3 separate regions of the Sus scrofa genome follow, and regions 2 and 3 are each linked to region 1. The links are chromatin contacts, called in public Hi-C maps. All regions are on one chromosome and are shown on one strand. The core of a region is the stretch at or near the end of the contact, and the rest is flanking DNA. Distances in the headings are between cores, read along the strand shown. Region 1 has its middle 48 kb from the start of CALD1. Region 2 overlaps CALD1 (caldesmon). Region 3 overlaps CALD1 (caldesmon).

What was found. A called contact is a pair of places that touch in the nucleus more often than the background predicts.
Region 2: a Hi-C map of omental adipose tissue shows a contact between it and region 1, with 2.1 times the contacts expected there. The contact joins two enhancer-like sites. A contact is called at or near these places in 1 of 5 promoter capture datasets (liver), 21 of 47 Hi-C or Micro-C datasets (alveolar macrophages, brain, embryonic fibroblasts and 12 more) and 1 of 2 datasets of contacts at active chromatin or transcription factors (skeletal muscle).
Region 3: a contact with region 1 is called in a Hi-C map of retroperitoneal adipose tissue, with 1.8 times the contacts expected there. The contact joins two enhancer-like sites. A contact is called at or near these places in 4 of 47 Hi-C or Micro-C datasets (brain, heart right ventricle, retroperitoneal adipose tissue and 1 more) and 2 of 2 datasets of contacts at active chromatin or transcription factors (alveolar macrophages and skeletal muscle).

Annotation. Positions count from the first base shown.
Region 1 is chr18:14,532,168-14,537,062 of Sscrofa11.1, reverse strand. No RefSeq gene overlaps it. Among named protein-coding and RNA genes, the nearest start is that of CALD1, 48 kb to the right of the region's middle. Within about 2 kb of position 2,867, at least 27 of the 83 cell types and tissues checked have an H3K27ac peak or open chromatin away from gene starts, as enhancers often do. A contact at or near this core is called in omental adipose tissue and retroperitoneal adipose tissue, where this site is marked.
Region 2 is chr18:14,287,090-14,291,984 of Sscrofa11.1, reverse strand. CALD1 (caldesmon) reads left to right here. Exons shown (of 15, transcript XM_021079167.1): 8 at 1,863-2,121; 9 at 4,667-4,807. Among named protein-coding and RNA genes, the nearest start is that of AGBL3, 24 kb to the right of the region's middle. Within about 2 kb of position 2,129, at least 3 of the 83 cell types and tissues checked have an H3K27ac peak or open chromatin away from gene starts, as enhancers often do. A contact at or near this core is called in omental adipose tissue, where this site is marked.
Region 3 is chr18:14,336,271-14,341,165 of Sscrofa11.1, reverse strand. All of the region lies in intron 3 of CALD1 (caldesmon), which reads left to right. Among named protein-coding and RNA genes, the nearest start is that of AGBL3, 73 kb to the right of the region's middle. Within about 2 kb of position 2,540, at least 10 of the 83 cell types and tissues checked have an H3K27ac peak or open chromatin away from gene starts, as enhancers often do. A contact at or near this core is called in retroperitoneal adipose tissue, where this site is marked.

The DNA.
Region 1 (4,895 bases), core at 1,618-4,117:
ATTAAGAAAAAGTATCTCCTTTTTCCCCATCACAGATGCTTGAAATTCCTTCAATAAGGGACCACAAAAAAAAAAAAAAAAAAAAAATTCATGAAATCATTGGAGATAAAATTCTTAAAGCAAATACCACTAAGGAACAGAGCGTATTGAAGACACTCATTCACGAGGAAAAGGCAGTCAGTAACTTGAACCACAGGCCAAATTACAGGTGGCAGATTCCCCTGTTTTGACAGAGGGCAAAGGGGCTAAAACAGAGCAAGGCCTTATGTTGAAGAAAGACTTGAAAAACAAAGTCACTGACACGCTGACTATCCTAAGGATTGGCCTTGTTTATCTTCAGTTGGGGTGGAGGAGAGAGAACAGCCCACCTTCAGGGTGGTTGTAAAGATATCTTTGTCTTATTGGGCTGTTGGCGGAGACAGCCTTGTGTGTGCTTTATGGACATTTTGGTGCTTCCTTTCTTAATGTTTTTAAAAAACATTGTTTAAGCTTCTATAGAATCCTTGTTTAAGATGTCATTGTATGAGGCTGTTGGTGGTGCAGCATGCTGCGATGCAAAGTACCTGGGCACTGGGACCCCAAGATTTGGGTTCTTCCCCAGGCTCTGCCATTGACTAGCTTAATGACCTGCAGCCACTCACTTCATCTCCGAAACAATGGCCTTGGCCAGTGCTTGCTTGCTTTATTTTATTTTATTTTATTTTATTTTATTTTATTTTATTTTATTTTATTTTATTTTATTTTATTTTATGCTTTTAGGGCCACACTGGCGGCATATGGAAGTTCCCAGGCCAGGGGTCGAATCAGAGATGAAGCTGCCGGCCTATGCCACAGCCACAGCAACAACCTACACATCTGAGCCAGAATTAATTGCAACACTGAATTGTGACACTTTGAAAGCAGAGCTACCCCATTGGGAGTGGAGGAAGGGCCTCAGAAACCACTCCACTCACTCCCCCCTCTCCCCGCCCCCTGCCCCTCTGGCACCTCGACCGAACCTTGGGACAGTTTGAACCGCACTGGCTCAGATGATGGCTAAAGTCTCCTTGAGTTTATTAAAAAGAAGCTTTGCTGGAAATACATCAGAGACAGGCTTTGAGAATCTGGCAGTCTTGTTTTAGAGCAAAGGACATACTCCATGAACCTTACTCTGCTCAGGAATCATGCATGGGAGCCGGAAAACCTCTCTCTCTTTACCTCTTCCTTCCCCCACCTCATCTATATCTGTAACTGTATTTATATCTCAGGGTCTCAACATCCCATTTGTTGGCAATAAGCGTTTATTGAACACTTGCCTTTTGGGAAAGCACATTATTAAGTATTGGAGGGAATAAGAAACATAAAAAATGGGGAGCAATGAAACTGTTTCTTTATACCTCTATGAAAATCAGCAGCACATCCAAAGCCACATCATATACAGGAGTGAAGCCCTGCAGATCCTTAGACACTGGAATGGGGTGAGAAAAAAACGGTATTTGAGCAAAACTATTTTGACAAAGAGACGAAAAGGGGGTCAGAGCAGGGAAAATGCAAACCGGGAGACTGAATCCCGAGGACTGTAGCAATACCCACCCTGGGTGTGATGAGGACCCAGCCTGGAATGACAGCTCTCCCCTCTGAGAGTAGCACCAGGAAATGGGGAAAGCTTGTCTGGGGACAGAAAACCTGGAGACCTAGGGGCTGGCACTAGATTTGCCCTCAACTTGTCAGCGAGAGGCTCTAGGATGAGGGGTAGGGCCTGATTGTCTGTGAGGTCCACCGTGATCCATAAAGTCTAGGATTCTCCCCTTGTGACTCAGAGGGGCCATAAGGCATGTATTCTCTGCATACATTTTAACTGATCCCCAGATCCTTCTAGATTTTTTTCCATGTTGATGGTTGAGTCATTAGAGCAGTCCCCATTGGCTGAAAGCACTACCTAGAAAAACTGTGTGATAGCAACTAGCCCTTGTATGGAACTTATTCTGTGTAGGCCCTGCTTAACTGCTTCATATATAATAGTGTATGAAGTAGATACTATTACCATTCTCATTTCATAGATAAGGAAACCCAGGCACAGAGTGGTTAAGTAAGTTACTCGAGGTCACACAGCTACAAGTGGTAGAAATGAACTTCAAACCTAGGCAGCTCTGGAGCCAATGTATTAAACCACCACACTGACAACCTCTCTGTCATAAAACAAATAACAATAGCAATACCACAATAATAATGTATACGGGATCTCCTTGGCCATTCTGAACAAGGAGAGTGTCAAGCCCTTAGGAGAGGCAAAGCAACCAGGAGGCAGGTGGGGGTGGGGTGACAGTGGACCTCGGGGTGTGTTAAGGGGCCTGGAGGATGTCACAGCTACTGTGTAGATGGATTGCTGCCACTGTATCTATTTCTCTCTAAAAATTAGCAGCAACAAAGAAACATGATCATTTGCAACTTTAAAAAGAAGCTAGCAGCTATAGGAATCTGGAAATAATATCCCTTTAACTCAAAGGACTGATGCATTGGTTTAAAAGGGGTTGACTTTAAAGCTGGTATGTGAGTTTACTGAGGCCATTGGCAGGGATGTTAACAATTTATGGAATGCGTTTTTGGAAAGGATTAGGGGGAAAAACATGTTGTGTCTTACAAACCCAGAGTTAGGAATACAGCTCTAAGGGGTGAACATTAAATATCAAGCTTTCAGGATGCATAGTTTTTAAGGGAATTTGTTTGCCTTTCCTCCCGTCTTGCTCTTTTTTTTCAGACCTTACCCAAAGGATCACATTCAGGCCATACCGGATGTTCCCAAATCATTTCCATCTGACGCCCGGACGGCCCAGGAGGCCTGGCCTTAAGGAGCAACCCCTGGTGAGTGCTATTTGTGAAGGGACCAAGATAGAAGCCGTCAGTTGTTTCTGTTCAGCCTGGTCCCAGGCCTCACCAGCAAGGGCTCACTGGTTTTCCTCTGTCAGCTGAGTTTTAGAAACAGGCTGCTGTTTACATTCTGGCCAAGGACTGAAATAAGAAAAAAGCAGCTCTTCATCTCTATTCTAATTCCCTCCCCCCTTCTCCCTCCCCACTGTACAAACCACGGGCTTCCCGTGGAGGAGAGCTGATTTATAGCAGATGGGTAAACTGAGGCACTGAGAGGTTGATCAACGTGTCCTGGCTCTGCTTGATGGTTGTATCGCAAGGAAAGGCATATAGAATTCTCTGTCCAGAGGAGAACCTCTGGCAGCTAAGAGTGTTCAATCAGAAGGAAAACACCACGCTTTTAAAAGAATCCTTTTCTTGCTATTTCTGGAAATGGTACTTGGAGCCCACCTGCCTGGCTCCAGATTTTCACAGCTCCCCCAAACACAAGAGAGCCTTTCAGTTCTGTATTCACTTTCACAGTGACCAACTGATCAGACAAAACACACCTGGCAGAAAGGATTTCCAGCTGCTCCAGAGGCAGCAGTGATTTCATCAAGGGTGGAGGTTGGGCACACTAGTATTTAACAGGGAGGCAGGGTCTAAACTGAAATGAGATGGGGGTGGGGGTGGGAGCTGTGGGGGTGAGGGTGGGGGGCTAGAACTGGCAGCAGTGGGCCAGGTGTGCACAGAACCTCTGCCTCCGCTGAGAGAGAATCTGATGGGAGAGGCTCGTACAATCGTTCTGTCTCAGACAGTGGTCCGAGCCCAGGAAAGGCACTTAGCCCTACATCCAGCCCTCTAGGTTGTTTTTCTTTTTAGACTGTATTTATTGGAGATGTTTTAGATTCACCACAAATGTGAGAGGAAGGGACAGAGCTTTTCTACACCCCTGTCCCTACACATGTAGAGCCTCCCCCGTGATCAATGTCACTCACCAGAGTGATTCGTTACTATCAAGCATGAACCTACCTTGTTACAACATAATCATCCAAAGACCTGAAGTCCATCATTTACCTTAGGTTTCATTCTTAAGCTTGTACATTCTATGGATTTGGACAGATGTACAATGATAAACATCCATCTGTATAATAGTATACAGAGTATTTTCATTGCCCTAAAAATGCTCTGTGCTCTGCCTGTTCATCCCTCCTGCCCCTCCCCAACCCCTGGCAACCACTGACCTTTTTACTATCTCCAGTTTTGTCTTTTCCAGAATTTTTTAGAGTTGGAATCATACTGTATGTAGCTTTTTCAGATTGCCTTTTTTCACTTACGAATATACATTGATGTTTTCTCTGTGTCCTTTCATGGCTGGATAGCTTGCTTCTTCTTAGTGCTAAATAATAGTAATTGTCCAATGTACCACAGTGTATCTGCTCACCTACCGAAGGACATCTTGGTTCCTTCCAAGCTTTGGCAATAATGAACAAAGCAGTTCTAAACATCTGTGTGCAACTTTTTGTGCAGACCTAAGTTTTCAGCAATTTTGAGTAAATACCATGGAGCGCAGCAGCTGAATCATAAGGTAAGAGTATGTTTAGTTTTTAAACCACCAGACTGTCTTGCAAAGAGGTTGCATCCCACTGGTGCATTCCTGCCAGCATTCCTCTTGTTCCACATTTTCACCAGCATCTGTTTTTTTCACTGTTCTGGACTTGGCCTGGTCTAATAGGTGTGAAGTTGTAGTGCATTTTAATTTGCATTTCCCTAATGATACATGATGTGGAGCATATATTCACATGCTCATTTGGCATCTATATATCTTCTTTGGTTAGGTGTCTGTTAAGATCTTTGGCCCATTTTTTAATCCAGTTGTTTGTTTCCTTATTGTTGATTTTTAAGAGTTCTTTGTATTTTTTGGATAATAGTCCTTTATCAGGTGTGTCTTTTCTCCCAATATATGGCTTGTCTTTTAATTAATTCTCTTAACGTTGATTTCCACAAAGCAGAACTTTTTTTTTTTTTTTTTTTTGCTTTTTAGGGCCACACTTGTGGCATATGGAGTT
Region 2 (4,895 bases), core at 880-3,379, 240 kb after region 1:
GTGAATGCATTCAAAACAGACACACACATGCACATATAGTATGTATACGTGTTAGTATAATTATATATGTATAATTCTGCAGCATGCATAAGTTCCTGGGACAGGGATCGAACGTGTGCCACAGCAGTGACTCTAGCCACAGCAGTGGCAAAACCAGATCCTTAACCACTAGGCTGCCAGGGAACTCCTATAGTTATAAATCTCTGTTTTATTTATTTATTTATTTAGTTTTGTCTTTTTAGGGCCACACCCGTGGCATATGGAGGTTCCCAGGCTAGGGGTCTAATCAGAGCTGTTGCTGCCAGCCTACGCCAGCGCCATAGCAATGCCAGATCTGTGCCGCGTCTGTGACCTACACCACAGCTCACGACAGTGCCAGATCCTTAACTTACTGAGCGAGGCCAGGGATCGAACCCGCAACCTCGTGGTTCCTAGTCAGATTCGTTTCTGCTGCGCCACAACAGGAACTCCCTATACCTCTCTGTTTTGAAATGATTCTTGCATTGTGTGTAACAATGTATCTTAGCTAGCTTCTGTACCAATGAATGTAAGCCTGCAGTTAATGTTAGAGTGTTCAGCTGGGTGGATGGATCATGATTTATTTAATCAGTCCCTAATGATGGGTCTTTGAATATCCAAAATGAAGACCGAGCAACACCTAGTGGAATCCAGAGAAGTTTCTATAGATATAAGTTTGCCAGTCCAACCAAATACTAACATGGTGAACACAAAGAAAGAACAAACTCACCTCTGAAGATGGAAAGACCTTAAATTAACTGAGAGGGGAGATTTCCTCTGCGGAGGTATAGGCCTATGAACCTTTAAGACCCTGAAACAGGTTGCCAAGATTTCAGGGACCTTCTAACCTCGATGGAGTTAAATATAAAAGAGTTCATCTTTAGCCATCAAGAACCTAGAACATATATTTTAACTGTTTAACCTCAGCTCCTAGTAAGAAATAAATTTTACATCATAACCCAGTACACAGCTACGTATATATTTATAAATGAAAAAAGCACATCAAGAAATAAGCATTTCCCTTGTTCTGTGCAATGCCCTCTGATGTTTTCTAGGGTTTTTTTATGCTAATTACAGGTCACTAAATTGATTTTCCAACCTGAAAGTCATTGTCCTAAAGGACATAGTTTATTCAGAACTACCTCATTATTTAAAAAGCATGAGATGTACACATGAGATTGGTATTGGTAATTGTGTAATCTTGAATTCATTTTTCCGTTTTATTCTTCCTCTTGCTCCATAGCTAGAAACACTGTACCACTCTCTCCATGAAATAAATGATACTAGACTGTGGTAATTCATCTGTTACAAAAGTGTCAGAAATGGGCTACCTGTGTTCAGATTCAGCTAAAAATGCCCTCACTACTTATTAACAAGTATTTGAGTATGATTTCTCCTTTTTTTGTGGCTGAATATATTCCATTATCTGTATTTATTCCGCATTTTCTTTATACATTCAACCATCAGTGGACACTTGGGTTGTTTCCGTATCTTGTCTGTTGTAAATAATGCTGCAGGACCTTGGGACGCATGTATCTTTTTGAATTAGTGTTTTTCTTTGGATAAATACCCAGAAGTGGAATTGCTGGTGCATAGAGCAGTTCTACTGTTAATCTTTTGAGGAACTCCCCTACTGTTCGCCAAGTGGCTGTACCTATTTACAGTCCCACCTTCAGTGCCTCTTTGCCCCCGTCGTACATCAGAGGATACCCGGGGTAAGTGGCAGAGGAGGGACTTGGATTCAGACCTAACCTGGAGATTCCCAGGGGCCCCCAGCCTACCCCTTGGGCTGCTGGGAGGATCCACCGTGCAGTAAGGCAGACATGTGTCCACCTCCTTTGCAGCCGCCCTGGAGGGAGGGCCAGTGAGGCCAAGGAGACTGAGGGCGCTTCCCAAGTGGAAGCGGGCAAGCGGCTGGAGGAGCTTCGCCGCCGCCGCGGGGAGACCGAGAGTGAGGAGTTCGAGAAGCTCAAGCAGAAACAGCAGGAGGCGGCCTTGGAACTGGAGGAGCTGAAGAAGAAGAGGGAGGAGCGAAGGAAGGTCCTGGAGGAGGAGGAGCAGAGGAGGAAGCAGGAGGAAGCAGAGCGAAAAGTCAGAGAGGAGGTAAGGAGGGCACCGCGCCCAGCGCACCCAGCACTCAGCGCGCCCGAGCCGCTGAGTGTGGAGCTCTGTTCACCCTTCCAGTCCTGGAAATAGTTTCTTCCCCGGTGAACTGCTGCTGTCAGAGTCCAAATACATTTGAAGATGAATCCGCTTGCTCTGTGCCAGGCGTGGTTCTAAACCCTTTATACACATTAGTTTAGCCAGTTCCCCTAAGAACTCTCTGACGTGGGTAGTCTTATCATCCCCATTTTACAGATGAGGAAGCTGAGGCACAGAGAGGGTTTTGTAATTTTTTCCCCAGGTCCCACTTGTCTTAATCCATGACCCTGTACTGTCCCTCAATAAGAGAACAGTTAGAGAGCAGCGGAGGATGAAAAGGTCTGCAGATCACAAGAACCAAAAGTCACGTGATAGCTGTTTTTGAATATTTGAAGGGGTTTTACGGAGAAGAGTCTTTTCAATTGCTTTTGGGGTGTTTTAAATGGAAAAGTAAGGAACTAGATTTTCACAGGCAGGGATAGTATCTGCTTTGTTCATTACTGTATACCCAGGACCCAGTTCGTGCCAGGCATGTAGCAGGAGCCCAGTAATTATGAACAGATGAATTTGTTCCGTCTTCTTAAACAAAACTAAAAACAACAGATAAAGTTTCAAAAGGCAAATTTTGAAAAGTAGAAAAGTACTTAACCAACTACTGTAAGCCTTGTAGTTTACAAGGTGTGTTTCTCCTTTAATCCTGAAGTAGTAGTATTCTCATTTTATGGACAAAACTATAGGAGTCAAGTAGTTTGAGTGACTTGTGTGAAATTACTTGACTAATAAGTGGTAGAACCAGTATTGAGACCCAGCTTCTCCCACTCAGCCTAGACTTTTTCCCATTTATCTTCAGAAGTAGTGACTGCCCATCATTAAAAATATGCAAAAAGACTTTAGATGACTTTCTGATGTGGATCCTACACAAACATTCCCTGAACTTGTGGAAAGTTTGCATAGATTATTCCAAGTGCTCTTCCAACTCTAGCTTTCAATGAGCCAATGACCTTTGGTTGGGAAGTAATTGGGATGACAGAGCTTTAGAATCAAACACACCTGGCCTTATATTCCTAACTCTGACATTGGCAAGCTGGGACCTTGGGAGAATTGCTGGATTGCTCCGAGACTTCTTTTCCTTATCTGTGAAATATCTCCTTTCAAGTTGTGGTGACGATGAAATCATTGTATTCATGGTGCCTGGTACCTAAGAGTCACTCAGGAAGTTATAGTTATTACTGTTACTTAAAGAGAAACAAAGTATCAGTGAAGGCAGAAGAGAAACCGGAACTCTTGAACTGAACTGGACCTAGGAGATGACTTGGTCTAACCTCCTACTAAGCACAAAGTCTTAGCTGGGGCTGCTGTAAGAAATTTTCGTATGCTGATAAGCAACAGAAATTTATTTCTCACACTTTTGAGGTTAGGACGTCCAGGATCAAAGTGCCAGCAAATTCTGTGTCCGGTGAGACCTCACTTCCCAGTTCACAAATGTAGTCTTCTTGCTGCGACCTCATAGGGTCAAAGTGGTGAGAGAGCTCTCGGGGACCTCTTTTTGAAAGGCACTTCATCCCTTTCATGAAGATTCCACTCTCATGATCTAATCACCTCTCCAACTGCGCCCCCCCCCAATACCATCTCTTTAGGGGTTAAGATTTCAACATATGTGTTTGGGGAGGGCCACAAACGTTCAGTCCATAACACACAGGATCTTTCTTCAACATCCCCTGACAGATGAATATCCTGTCTCTGCTTGAGAACATCCAGTTTGAAAACTACAAAAGACTCCATTAATCTCTCAGAAAATTGTTCATAGAGAATGTGGAGCTTGATGAGAAAACAGGAGAAAGTATTCTTGGCCAGGAATGAAGGCACAGAGAGGTTCACAGACAAACTGTAAACATCCGATTTCACCACTAGGATGCAGCATCTACACCATTTCAGATTTGTTAAACCACCTAAAACAGAGGTGGGGACACCATGAAATCATATCCTCTACAAGTTGGTAAATATAGTAGCACACATTTGTATAACTTTGCGTGTAAATCATCACATTTGTCTTCACAACTCTTCTAGGAAGTAGGTAGAAGAGACCCTTATTTTACATACACAGAAGGGAAGGTCATTGTTAGAGAGCTTGGCGGGACGACGATGACAGTGATGATCTTAACACTGAGCGCCAGTTTGCACTTCACACGGGCTTTCTCATTTAGTCCTTGCTAAAGCCCTGGTCAGTGGATCCTGTTATTATCCCATTTGACAGATGAAGAAACCAAGGCACAGAGCAGATAAGTAGCGTGGCCAAGGTCACACAGTTGGGAAGGGGCAGCGTCAGAGTGTGGAGGCAGTTGAACTCACAAGCTTGGTGCCACCCTTGAGGCACCCTTGAGGAAGGGATGGCTTTTTTTCTAGAACCTGGGTATTTTTCCTCTGAGACTGTGCTCTGCCCCTCAGCACTCTTTTCTTTTGGCGTGAAGCTGATGGACGCCCCTGTTATTTGTTCTTTCTCTCTTAGGAAGAGAAGAGGAGGCTAAAGGAAGAGATTGAAAGGCGAAGGGCAGAAGCTGCTGAGAAACGCCAGAAGATGCCAGAAGATGGTTTGTCAGACGACAAGAAGCCCTTCAAATGTTTCGCTCCCAAAGGGTCATCTCTCAAGGTATTTTTTTCCCCAGAAAACTTTCTTATAAGATGCCATTATAATATAACAGAAACTCGATTTTAGCCCCTGAGTTAGTTACTGATTA
Region 3 (4,895 bases), core at 1,291-3,790, 200 kb after region 1:
TCCCTAGGCTGGCTGTTGCCCTCATTTCAGCAAACACCCCACGTACCGGCAGATCACTGATCCCCTGGCTCTCTTCCCTCTGCCTTTGTATTCACTTTTCTGTGCTGCATCTTCCCTTGAGTAGAAGGGAAAAGAAGAGCTTCTCAGATTTGATTTCTCAGTGGGAACTGTTTGCTTTGGAAGCCACCTACACCGATGTTAATTGAGAACAGAGCTCAGAACGAGGGCCTGAGAACTGCACCCGGATGAACTTTTCAGTGGGCTGGTTTCCGTTGATCTCTACAGAATCGAATTATTGTATGCAAGTGATACCGTGAGTGATCAGCTAGTTCTCCAAAGGCTGAGCACGTGGATCAGTGTCTTTTCCTTTAACTAGTTCTCTACCTCAGAAGAATTATTTGTAATTGATCATGTAAAGTCGACGTCATGAAAGCTACTGGGGACCCTGGCCCCCACTGCCCATTAATAACATTCTGGAAATTATGAAGCAATCTGGGCCCTTTACAATCTAAATCTAAACCGGATGAGCCTCTATTAGAGAGATTACAGTAAAAAATAACAATCAGCTCTCTGATGATCCTATGCCGAGGGAAAGGGTGGGGAGGAGTAGATTTGGCAAAGGACAAGCCCAGACTTTCGTCACCGGGACAGACCAAAGTGTTAACACAAAGGGAGAACCCGGGAGCATCCTGCACACCGCATTTCAGCCGCAAATACCATGGCACCTCCTCGGGCCCAGTCCACGCCCTGAGCGCCCCAGGGTCTCCGCACCTCTGCGCTCGCCGCCCCCGCCCCTTCCAGCTGCAGATATGCTCGGGGGATCCGGATCGCAGGGAAGACGCAGCCTGGCCGCGCTCTCCCAGTGAGTGCTCGCTTCACCTCTTCGGTTTTCCTTCTTCTTTTTTCTTATAAAGGAATTTTGTTAAAAAGAAAAAAAAATGTAACTGTGGGAGTGGGAGGGAAGAGAAGAAATCAGGAGGCAAAGAAAGGCGGTGAGTGTGTAAGTTTCAGACCTGTATGAAACTTTTTGGTCTCAACCTGGTTGTGGTTCTGAGTGGTTTGCCTCATTTCCATTTTTATGGTGGTTTGTAGACCATTTGTGGGGGTGGGGGGTGGGGGTTATACCTAGGCACGGCTTTTCTTATTTCAAATAGCGATCTACAGAGCCTTCTGTTTCTAAAGATCTGCTGTTAATTTAGACCTGAACCCTCTTCAGGGCTCAGAGACTTTGGCTAAAGCACACATTGCCCAATCCTTACAGACAACAGCCCAAAGCCTTTAATACACTGACCATCTGACTGTGACAGAACAAGACCGCGAGCACATGCTATTGATCAGAGTGTTGTTCAGATAGCAGGCTCCAAAGTTGAGGATCCTGGAATCTTGGAATGTTCAAGCTAGAGGGGCCCCTAGGGTTGTTTGCTGTATTGCTCTGCTTCTATAGACAGGGCTGTGCACCTCAGAGGGGCAGCTCAGCTGACCCAAAACCAGAGGACAGTCAGTAGCCGGGAAGCCAGGGTCTTTGTACTCACAGGCAACAGCCCTTTTCACGATGGCGTTTATGAGGTTTGGAAAACTCGCTGGATCTTGGAAAAAGGTACCGCACAAGAGTAAGAACACCAGATGGCCTTTCAGTAAATCTGTCCCATTTTAGGGAGTTTTGGCATGGATTCAGCATGACAATTGTTGTTCCAGTTGTTCCAGCATTTGTGCAACAGTTCGCCAAATAAACAGGAACTCAACGGGGTCCTAAAAATGAGACCCATGTCCACTTATATTAGCAAATCTCTTGGGTGACAGTTTCTGTGAGTGTGAATGCGCAAAAGGCTGTTGGAGGTAATCTATACAGTCCTGAGGTTATCATAGTGGTTGGGGGTTTTTACTTTTTTGGCAATTTACTGTTACAGATCATTCTGTTACGTAAAGGAGGTATTCTGATTTTGGGGGTGGTTTTGTATCTAGAGCTTCTCATTTGATTGCAGACCCCAGTCAACGCCCATTCCTCACCCCCAACCCACCCCCCCGTTGCTCTCTATTGCCCCCAACCCTATTACTCCACCAGAACTTCTTTGCAATCCTAGGTCTCCGTGGAATTTTAGAAACCCCATTCTTGTAATGCCTCCATTTCAGAAAAGGAAACCAAGGCATGTGGAGTGAGGGGCTTGTCCAGTGTTCACAACTGGCCAACCACAGAGCTTAGAAGGAAGGCAAAGAGGCCAGTGGGGGGAGGGGGTGCGAATTCCAGCTTCTGTTTTTTTTTTCCTACTCCATCATGCCCACGATCTATCAGTTTACTTTCTCCGTGTCTCTCCACTCACTCTGTCATTCCCTGAATTTCAGCAGTTATTGCCTCCTACCTAGACGATTGCAGTTGCCTTCTATCTGGTCTTGGCTTCAGGCTCTCTCCCCTTTCCAGTCCTGTCCCATCTCGCCCTCCTGTCCCTCAGCTTTGAAGACAGAGCCCACTCTCCTCAACATGGCATTCGAGGTCTCCACAGTCTGTCTGCCTTTAATAGCCCTTCCCATTTGGACCTCCCCCTGCTCTGACCAAATCACGTCACTCGCTGGTTCCCAAACTCATGTCCAAGCCACCTTCCTTCCTTGGCTCACTCTTTCCTCTGTGGGGAACACTCCGTGCGCCTTAGTTTCCTCGTCTGAAATGGAGGCATTCAACAAGACTGGGGTTTCTGAAGGGTTCCACGGAGACCAACGAAGTTTTGGTGGAGTGGGTAGGGCGACATGGAATAGAGAAGAGGCAGGGTGGCATAGAAGTGAGCAATGCGGGTTACAGTAAACATTAGAGGCTCAGAGTTCTTGTTGTGGCTCAGCAGTCGTAAACCTGACTAGTATTTCAAGAGGCTGCAGGTACGATCCCTGGCCCTCCTCAGTGGGTTGAGTATCCGGCGCTGCAGTGTAGATCGCAGATGTGGCTTGGATTTGGCGTGGCTGTGGCTGTGGCATAGGCTGGCAGCTGCAGCTCTGATTCAACGCCTAGCCTGAGAACTTCCATATGCGACAGGTACAGCCCATAAAATGAAAAATTTTTAAAAACAAAAGGAAAGAAATTAGAGGCTCTAGCTTACCTGTTCCTGACTTCCTTTCTGTCCTTCAAGGTCCTGATCAAATGCTACTTTCCACCACAAGACTTCCTCAGCTCCCCTTTTCTCTCCACACTAATAACTTTTGCCTATCCTTCTGTTTTTCACCTTGAACTAAAGTTAAGTGAGCATCGGTGAGCTTGCTTGTCCTCCTGCAATAAATGGGAATTCATTTGAGGGCAGGGACTATTTTGAATCTCTGAACCTTCAACTTCTAACATGGTACCAATGCTCAGAAAATATCCATTAGCATTCCCATTATTGGATAAACCAAACTCAATTCATCTAAGTTCACTTTTCACTGGACTCATTTGAACACACAAAGCTTCTGCACCTTCTGCTTAGGAAGAAGTATTAGGTTAAATGCCAAAACAGATGCCCAACAAAATGAGTTCTAAATTCCTTTCCATTTGCATCAGATAATTTATTTCAGTTTCATCACCTACAGAGCAAGACTGACAGTGTTTTTTTTATGAGGTGCATTAAAATTCCTGAATGCCAAGACCTACCCAGAGCCATGTTATTTTCAGGGGTAGGTGTGAAAGGCTGTTCAGTTCTTTAGTTTTCAGGGTGTTGCTTAATTTGTTTCTGGTAAGATTATTGAGAGATTCTGTCACTTGCAGTCTAATATCTTCACCACTTCCATACTTTCTCATTTTCCCAAAGCCTTAGTGAAGTCTTCTTGAGTCAGGATTTTGGATTTCTTGTAAATAGCCATGCTTTTGTCCATTAAGAGTTAAATTTCTCATAAGGTGTGCTTTTATATATCCTGAGGATGAAAAAGTTTTGTTCCTGTGACATATTTTGTAACAAATGTGGAAGGGGATATAAATTTTTAAACCATGGAATCAAAGAAATGTAGGAAATTATTTAGTTCATCCCACTGGTTTTCTGAAGAAACTAAGTTAAAAACATGTCAGGGGAATAAATGACTGGCATAATTATCCAAGATACAGAAAGGGTACATGTACCTATATTCAGATTTGTAAAAAGTTTAGGAATAGCTGTTTTTTTTCAGTCTTCTTGGTGAATGTAGCATTACAATTTTCCAGCATGTTAAAGTTTTAAAAAATTCAATGAAAACCATATATTTCCTTCTCCCTAATAAATATCACATTTGAAACACTTCCTAATTGCTGTGAATTGTCATTATGAATATAGTTATTTAAATCATGCAGTGAAACAGTGGTATCTCCGAGGCTGCAGCTCCCATCCAAAAATGGTCCAATTATTGTTTGATGTCTTCCATCTTCTTATTTATGTATTTTATCTTTCCTAATTAGTCTTAAGGCATCCAGCTCTAGCAGTTCCACTATCTATTCTGCTGTAGCCAAGGCTATCAAGAAACCTCCTTTGTTAGAATTGTGTTCACAGGAAAAGTCCCCAGTCTGGGTAGAGGAGCAGTGAGGAGCCTTCTTTCCTGCAGAGTCAAAGGCGTGTGCATTTTGTGACTGTTGGTTTGTATAACAAACTGGCCATTTTTACTCCTTTGGGGTTCAAAGATTGGCTTTAAATGATTGACTTTACTGGACCTCTTATCTGGTTAAGGGTAAAATTACTCCTTGCTGTTAATGAATCAAAAACTAAGAACAAGTGGCAGAGAAACATGTACTTGTGCTTTTTGTGTGGGGGGCACTCCGTAAATGGCATTGCTGAACTGCCGCTGCAGTGGTGTCTGCCCCAGATCTTAATGGAGGTAGTCTCAACTTTCTGCATATGTCTCCTGGCTACCTGGCCACAAGCACACTGGCTGGCCTTTCTTTCCTTCCCGATTGATGCTATTTGCATTGTTCACTC